Linked DNA regions of Rattus norvegicus: region 1 is linked to region 2. The links are chromatin contacts, called in public Hi-C maps. All regions are on one chromosome and are shown on one strand. The core of a region is the stretch at or near the end of the contact, and the rest is flanking DNA. Distances in the headings are between cores, read along the strand shown. Region 1 overlaps Bach2 (BTB domain and CNC homolog 2). Region 2 overlaps LOC134478955 (a long non-coding RNA gene).

Region 1 (4,095 bases), core at 821-3,320, 380 kb before region 2:
AGACTGCTCACATTTAATTTGGGGTCGGACTTGGTTGTACATTCCATCTCCCATCAGGCCTGGTTCCTGATGTTCCGTGGCAAGGAATCTGGCTCCCTGGGAACAGGGTGAAGAGGAAAACTCGCAGAGAGGGAGGCTGCAGGGGGAGCCCCCACTCCCATCCTCTGCGTAGGAATAGGAGGAGCAGGAGCTGGAGGTCCTGGTTCTGGTCTCTAGTGGAGGTGAGCGAGGACAGACTTTGATTGGCACCGGGCAGCTGGTGTTGGGCCTTATCCTTCCTGGCAAGTGGTCAGCCATCAGTCCGCCGTGGGAGTAGGCCTGGGAGCTGGGGAGGGACTGGCCAGCTCCCACCCATAGACTTTTTGGCACCGGCTCAGAAAGGTCTTTGTCCAAACTGCTCACCGAAGAATATGAATGCACCGGAGTGTTCGGTTGGTCACACGTGCTTGCGGAGAAGATGACGCTCCTGCGGTCCAGCTCTCCCTCCTGTTTACAAAGAGTCTCCGGCCCGGGCCCCCTGAGTGGCGACCCCATTGCGAAGTTGGACACATCCTTCTGGCCCACGTGGGGCTGTCCGTAGTTCCCTGCCAAAGGGGTGTAATCAGTTTTAAGGTCACCCTGAGAGATCCCCTTGTTGAAAGGGCATGCTGAACTCCTGACAAAGTGTTGCTGAGATGTACTAGGTAGGCCAGTCGACTCCACGCCTTTTGCTATACTGAACAGAGACCGCAGACAGGAAGGTGAGGACACACTCCTGGATCTGTCCAGGCTGGTGGCTCCAGTAGGGGTACCGGGAGGAGGGGCAGGGCTCGGTTGTTTCCGGTCCATCTCGACATCTCCTGGTCTGTCTTTGATGTCAGTTTCATCTCCTGACAGGCAGAGTGTGATGCTCTCCTCCTCCGTCTCCTCGTTGGGTGGCTCACTTTTAATCTGTCCCACGGAGAGCCCTGGTTTGAGGCTATTGCCAGGACTCTCTTCACTGAATGTGCCTGCAAACCCTGAGGTACCGTGTGAGGCTGCGCTGTAGACATTCTTGGTACACGCGAGCTGGTACTTCTTATATCGAGGGTACTGGGTCAGTGCACCCTTTTCTGAGTTTTCCTTGGTATCTGTGGGTACCTCAGACTCAGGAAGCAAGGCTTCTTCTTTCTCTGCTACTGGGATGGCAGTGGCCTCGAAGCTGATGGGGTCTGGGAGCATCTGGTCTGTGGCGCAAGCCATCCTGGCTGTCTCTGAGTCCATCGTCTCTTCCTCCTCCTCCTCTTCTCCTGCAGAGTTCCCATGGTCCTCCTGGGGGCGCTGGCACGCACTGTCCTTCCGACATACGAACAGACCATCCTCCCTGTTCAGGAGCTGGGTCTGCAGGAAGCTGAAGCAGGAGTCCTCCAGATTGTGCATGCGCAGGAACTCGGCACAGCGGATGACCTCGCGGATGTTCTCTCTGCTGAGTAACAGCTTGGCAGTGTAGGCAAACTGTAGCAGCGGCCCAAAGCCCCTGGCCGTGACCTGCAAAACAAACAGGGGAGTTGCCAACATTACCATCAGCACTGCTATTGTCCCGAATTTCTCAACCAAAGCCAGATAACCAGACAGTGCTCGTGCCCTAGAATAAAAAGTGCAAAGGAGAAGTTAATCTCATACTGGGTCAGCAAGGTCTCTGCTTCCAATAATGAGTGGCGGCCTCGTGCCGGCCACCTCCGTACCTCACGGCACCGGCAGAATTGAGAATCACCAAGGTCAAGTGGCGAGGTGAGATGACAAAGGGTTCATTGTTTACACTAATGAAATACCCTGGCAAAAATGCCAGGAACAATGGGAAGCCTATTAGTTTCTGTCCCCCGTCCATCCTGTCGAGAGCCATTCTACACAAGAGGGGGCGCTGTAGCTCTTCTTGAAGCTCTCTCACACCAAAGACAGCACTATCGTTTTCTTGTCAACCACAGAAATGACAGGAAGGCCCTGTCAAGAAACTCAGTGTCTGTGGGGCTTTTCTATATACTGTTAAGGAACATTGAAAAAAAAAAAACCCTCTTTTGCTCACCCTTTACAGCTTTCATTTGGGATTGTCTACTTTTTTTTTTTTTTTTCCCCAGACAAGGTCTCACTATATAGCCTGGCTGTCCTGACAGTCACTCTGTAGACCAGACCGTCCTCAAATGCAACAGAGACCTGCCTACCTCTATCCCCCAAGTGCTGGATTAAAGGCGTGCGCCACTGTGCCTGGCCCCACTTGGGATTTTTAATCAGCACGTCACACCTGATCTTATGATCTTATGACGAGTGTTAACAAGAAATTAACCCTTGGTTCAAAAGGATTAGGGGTGAGAGTGAGATCTACACAATCTTCTGTCATTTCAGTAGTTGTAGCCTCCAAGTAGCAAAGGACAGGGGTGTTCCTTCCCTAATTGTTAGCAGCAGCTTTGCCATGGAGATGTCTAAGACCTTCTGTGGCTCAGCCTACTGTCTTGCTGCTTCTCCAGGGTGTTTTAAGGATTGAAAATGTACTTGCACACAGCTTCCACATACCTGTGTACACAGGCACACACAAGGCATGACTGGACAATTGAAAGTATCTTGCCTGTGACTAACTTACCTTCTTCATTTTTTTTTTTTAAGATAGAAATTTCTAAACTGTGGGAGTCAGGGTAGGCTTCCTTACCCTGCATACACTATTCGATTTCCTGTAGATCCTTCTGAACACTGCTGCTGATCCCAGGAGAAAAGGGAGACAGATCTACAAATCATGGGAACACATCAAACAAGGGTAGCATTCCCGGGACTAGCTGCAGCTACAGTGGGAGTGATTAAAAGAGGGAGGGAGTAGGAAGGAGATGGAAAGCTGATTGGCTGACTTCTGCATGTCTTAAACTTCCTGCAGCACAGGGGGCCCAAGCTCATTAAAACACCTGTCTCTGTCGCACAAGATTCAACACGTAGTCCTCAAAACTCTTGTAGCCAAAGAGCAAAGGTCCTGGATTCTCCACTGAATGGCGTCTTACATGTTGATATTGTGGCAGTACTTGATAAAAATGCAACTAAAAATAATCTGTTAGATAATGAGTTCAGAGGAATTTAGCCATCAGCAACAAGCAGATTTGGAAGAAAGACAGAGGGAATCCCATGCGGAGGGAGGAATTGAATTAAAGGCAAGAAAGGGAGAAGTTAAATTGTTACTACTTTCGGATGACATGATTTTTAAAAATAGGTAACCCTGAAGAGTCCACCATTCATGATCATGAACTAAAACTAAAGTTATTAGACCCAAAAATCAACATATAAAAAGAGAACAGCACTTTTATGTAGTAGCAGGGAACTGTCTTAAGTGGAAATCTAACCAACGAGGTTAAAGATATCTACAGTGGAAAACGATAAAACACTGAAGAGAGAAGTTGGAGACAGAGACAAACAGAAGGACATTCTGTATATGCGGGCTAGAAGAATTAGCATTGGTAATACGTTCACATTGCCCAAGCAAATTAAATATAATCCGATGTGTCCAATACTGAAATGTGAACATTATTTATGGAAGTCAAAAAATACCTTACAGTTTTGGTGACACATGCCTTACAGTTCTAGCTACCTGAAAAGCTGAGAGGGTTGTTTGAAATTAGACAGAGGTCAGCCTGGCCATGTTCTTATATATTCTTTCCCCGGCCTCTCTCCAGGTGGGTGGTCTCACTCTACAGCCCAGCCTGTCTTTTTAATTTTTCTGCTTCTACCTTCCAAATTCTAGAATTATATTGGTACATCACCACACATGGCCTGGTTCTGCCTCTTCTTTACGAAAGTAGTATTTTTATTAGTTCTTTGTGAATTTCATACGATGTACTTGGATCATATTCCCCTCCTCCACCAACTCCTCCCAGAGCAGTGGCTCTCAACCTTCCTGACGCAGAGACCCTTTCATTCGATTCCTTATGCTGTGCTGAGCCCCACCCCTAACACTGTTTCATTGTTACTTCATAACTGTAATTTCGTGGCTGCTATGGATTGCAATGCAAATATCTGATTTGCTGGGTATCTGATATGTGACCCCAAAAGGACTGTGACCCACATGTTGAGACTGCTGTCCTAGGTCCTCCTCTACTAACTTCC
Region 2 (4,372 bases), core at 1,369-3,868:
TTGTCCTTGTTTAGGGCCTATGTAGGCAGCCATATTGTCGGGATTACTTGGGTGCTGCGTTTCTGCCCTAATATCCTGGTTCTCTGCCTTTCATCCTTACAGTCCAGAGGTCCTTACAATCTTCTTGTCCCATCTCACACAATGCTCTCATGTGTGGGAGCTGTGCCATAGATGCATCAGCTGGAGCTGGCCAGAGCCTCCCTGTGTGAGTAAATGCACTTGAAGCCGCAATTAGGTTCCTCTCACTGTATCAGAGGTGTGATGTCACAGCACTTTCCAATGACCGCTCATTCTGGTTATGAACAGACCCAGTCTTCCTTATATCAGTGTGCATTATGTTTTTGAGGCCCCCCCAACACTTCCCCTGAGGAATTTTCAAGAGAATGGTGGAAAGAAATACATTTAAAAGGAGATCCCAATTGTTGAAAGAGAGGCTTCACCCAGCACCTGAGGGGAACAGATGCGGAGACCCACAGCCAAACATTAGTCAGAGCTTAGGGAATCCTGCAGAAGAGGGGGAGGAAGTTGTAGGAGCCAGAGGGGTCAAAGGTACCATAAAAAACAGTCTACAGAATCAACTAACCAGGGCTCATAGGGGCTCATGGAGACTGAGGCAACAGTCAGGGATCCTTATAGATCTGACCTAGGTATTCTGCTGAAATGTTATGGTGTTCTTGTGGGATTCCTAACAGTGGGAATGGAGATGACTGTCTCTGGCTCTTTTGCCTGCTCTTGGGACCCTTTCCTCCTGCTGGGTTACCTTGTCTAGTCTTGATGTGAGGGTCTGTGCCTGGTCTTGTGACTTGCTATGCCATGCTCGGCTGATATCCCTTAGAGGCCTGTTCCTTTCTGAAAGGAAATGGAGGAGTGAATCTGGGGCATGGTAGGGATGGTGGGGAGGGACTGGGAGGAGTGAGGGAGGGAAAACTGCTATTGGGATGTTATATAAAAGAGAAGAATAGATTTTTTTTAAAAAGGAGGTCCAGTCTAACATGATTTGGAAGAGAGTCACCTGACCTCATGAATATACCATTCACTTAATAAATATTCATTAAAACAGTTTTAAAACCCACAACACAGAACCCAAAGCACTTAGTTCACCCTGCCCATTGCAGTCTTTCTCTGGAGTATACTGTCTGTCTTAGTTAGGGTTTTACTGCTGTGAACAGACCATGACCAAGGCAAGTCTTATAAGGACAACATTTAATTGGGGCTGGCTTACAGGTTCAGAGGTTCAGTCCATTATCATCAAGGTGGGAGCATGGCAGCATCCAGGCAGGCATGGTGCAGGAGGAGCTGAGAGCTCTACATCTTCATCTGAAGGCTGCTAATGGAGTTCCAGGCAGCTAGGATAAGGCCCACACCCACAGTGACACACCTACTCCAACGTGGACACACTTTCAATTAGTGCCACTCCCTGGGCCAAGCATATACAAATCATTACACTGTCCTTAATTTGCTATGTGTCTTGGCCGAATTATTTTCCTTCAATAACATAAGAAGCAAAAACCTCCTTTTCCATTTCTTCCAACTAGTACTCGGGATGTGTTATCAAGACTACTGCCTAGAGCTTAGAAACAAGGGGAGGTGTCTGTGGGCCATTCAAGTTTGTTCTCAAGTATTAGTTAGCAAGCTAAGCTGAGATTCAACTGGAGACCAGAGGAAGGAAACACAGGCTTACTAAATTTACTACGAGGAAGCTGAGGTGCTAAGGGATTAACACTCACGTGGTGAACAGTGAGCATTGGAGTTGACTTTAGAGGCCAGAGTCAAGGTGTCTGGCCACTTTACTGCATTCCTCCCCACCCGACAGTGACCTCATCATTGAACTTACCAACAGCCAGCTGAGGAAGTCGGAAGGAATATCGTTACACATCGTTGCTAGCTGCGGTCCCTGCAGATGACATTTTTCTGTTAAAAGGAACTGTATGACTGTATGACATCTCAGGGTGCACATAAACTAATCCCGGGGGGAGGGAGGGAGTGTCCCAGTTCAGTGAGGCTCATCCAGAAGGCAGTGGAAGCTGACCTCAGAGAGAGGTTTGCTCGCACTGTAGGTCTGCATGACCTCAGGTGTACGCTGCTTAATTCGTGGTTGGGCCTCCTGTGTTAGCAAACGCTGTTTTCAGGAAATAACGGCCAGCCTTCTATTGACTTGCATGTGTTCTTTCTCTTTGACAGGGAGGAGGGTGAGTTCAGGGAGAGGTGTGGCTAGCGGGGGCGGGGGTGGGGGTGGGAAGGGGGAGGGGCGAGGTCCATACACTGTAGCAACTGTGCGGGAGAGCTTTAATACTTCCTCAAGCAGCAGCTTGACCTTCTGCCACCCAGACAATGCTTACTTGCTCTTTTGGATTTTTTTTTTCTTCGTTTTCTTGCTCATTTACCACAGCTGTTTGTTGTTTTCTCAAATGCTAAGCTTTTTATAGCTCTTCAGTTACTTATAAAAAGTATCAGTTATTCAGGCCATATGAGCACCAGCTCAGTGCTGGTCTAATGAGCAGCCAGAACACTGAAGTCCTATTTCTGTCGCTTCTATTTTTTTCACTACCTCCTGCCCCCCTCTCCTGACTCTCACGACTTCCCTCTTTGGACTCGGGTGACTCCAAGATTTGGAATTCACTAAAAAGTTGGTCTTTGCTGTTTAGGAATAACTCTTCAGTGACTCACCTCTGAGTCTGTTCTCGGCTCTCCACAGTTGTATGAAGAGTTGAAGAATAAGGACCTCACCCTGCAAGCCACGGCTGCTTTTAGAGCTGTAGAGGGGCTCCCACCTGCACACGTGCACCTGTGCGCCCTTATGGCTGTCAAATCCCCACTAAGTACCCCACTAAACAAGTGACACGGTCCAGTCTGCAACCTCTGTGGAGAAGAGTGGGGTTTGGCCACAGAGGGAATCCTGCTAGAATCAGAAGGAAGAAACCAGGAAAAAAGGTACATTCAAGAAAGGGGAGTTTGTCTATTTGAGGGAAGTAGGCAGTCTCTCTGGCCCTTGGGCGATTTTTAAGGGTTACATCTGTGTGTTACCCACACATTCCACAACCGATTCTTGTGATGAGCATACATCTTTGGGGAAAAGGTTATGGCCTTAGTGCAAGATGGCGTCCTTGAGAGCAACACGGAGAGGATCCCGAGAAAAGCCAGAGTGTCTTATTGGGGCTCTGCCTAGCAACACCTGACCCACTATCTGGGCTGAGCGTGATTAAGCCAGGGATTCATTTTCAGGAAACAATACCCTCAGACTTGTTCTCTGGGTCCTGGAGGAGGTGAAGCATCCCTTTTAGAAAAGAGGACAAGTCATCTACTGTATATAGTGGGGTGCTTTTATAGAAATGAGTCCTTGCTAACATGTTTTGAGGTAAAAATCAGACCTTATTACAATTATTATCACTGTCTCTGTCTGTCTGTCTCTCTCTGTGTGAGTGTCTATGTATGTGTGTGTGTGTGTGTGTGTACATGTACACATATATGTGTGACAGATCAAGTTACCCTGCAACTCTACATGTAGCTTAAGTTGGCCTCGAACATCTGGCAATCCTCCTGCTTCAGCCTCTCAAGTGCTAGGATCACAGACATGAGTTTCCATGCTTGGCACACCTTTCCTTTTCTTTTTCTTTTCTAAATAGAATCTTTCACACATATGTGTGCAACACTGTGCTTTTACTACATCCGCATTTAGTTTTTCAATGTTCCACATTAAGTTAGCTTGCAGTTAAGTGTCTACACTGATGACTAGTATCTACCGAGCACATTCTACACCCCGGATACCATCCATGCATTAACTCCACGAGCAGGGGGGCCTGTTATTGTATTAATTTTATGTGTGATGATATCGAGACCCAGAGAGCTCAGCAATGTTCCCACGTGTGACAGAAGCAGGGTGTGAGTCCAGCCGCTTATTTTTCTTGTTACTTTTAATTGTTCACAATACATCTCAAACACCGTCAAATAGTTGCCTTGCCTGCTCTTTGAGACCGGGAGCAAGGGAACACTTGGAACGCACGGACATCACACTGAGATACCCACCCAGGGGCAACAGTCCTGTGAATAAATGTGTAACAACACAAACGGGGTGAGAACTTGCTGAGACGGCATCTGTGCTCCGGGATAGCTGGGGCTTTGTTGTTCTTTAAGCAGGCCACATCTGGCTCTGGCAGCAATTTTGAGATGCTTTACAGTGACATGTTCCGAAGTCTACCTTCTGTGTTCGCATCACCTGAGCTCGAGGCCAGACCTGCTGGGGCTCCTCAATGCCTTCAGTTCCATGCCCTTCAGAAAGCCGAGTTCTGGATCTCCAGACTCTCATGGGTGACCCTGGACCCAGCCAGCGCTCCTGACTTCTGTGCTAGACCCTCTTCACAATGAGTATGTGGTT

Evidence for each region. Hi-C and Micro-C count contacts between places; a contact is called where the count stands out from the background.
Region 1: a contact with region 2 is called in a Hi-C map of psoas muscle, with 2.7 times the contacts expected there. The contact joins two enhancer-like sites. A contact is called at or near these places in 11 of 12 Hi-C or Micro-C datasets (the A7r5 cell line, Schwann cells, frontal cortex and 6 more).

Annotation. Positions count from the first base shown.
Region 1 is chr5:51,752,481-51,756,575 of GRCr8, reverse strand. Bach2 (BTB domain and CNC homolog 2) reads right to left here. Exons shown (of 6, transcript NM_001135754.1): 4 at 1-1,506. Among named protein-coding and RNA genes, the nearest start is that of Gja10, 43 kb to the left of the region's middle. Within about 2 kb of position 2,070, at least 32 of the 93 cell types and tissues checked have an H3K27ac peak or open chromatin away from gene starts, as enhancers often do. A contact at or near this core is called in Schwann cells, where this site is marked.
Region 2 is chr5:51,368,472-51,372,843 of GRCr8, reverse strand. LOC134478955 (a long non-coding RNA gene) reads left to right here. Exons shown (of 5, transcript XR_010051757.1): 3 at 1-2,189; 4 at 2,696-4,372. Among named protein-coding and RNA genes, the nearest start is that of Bach2, 140 kb to the left of the region's middle. Within about 2 kb of position 2,618, at least 21 of the 93 cell types and tissues checked have an H3K27ac peak or open chromatin away from gene starts, as enhancers often do. A contact at or near this core is called in Schwann cells, where this site is marked.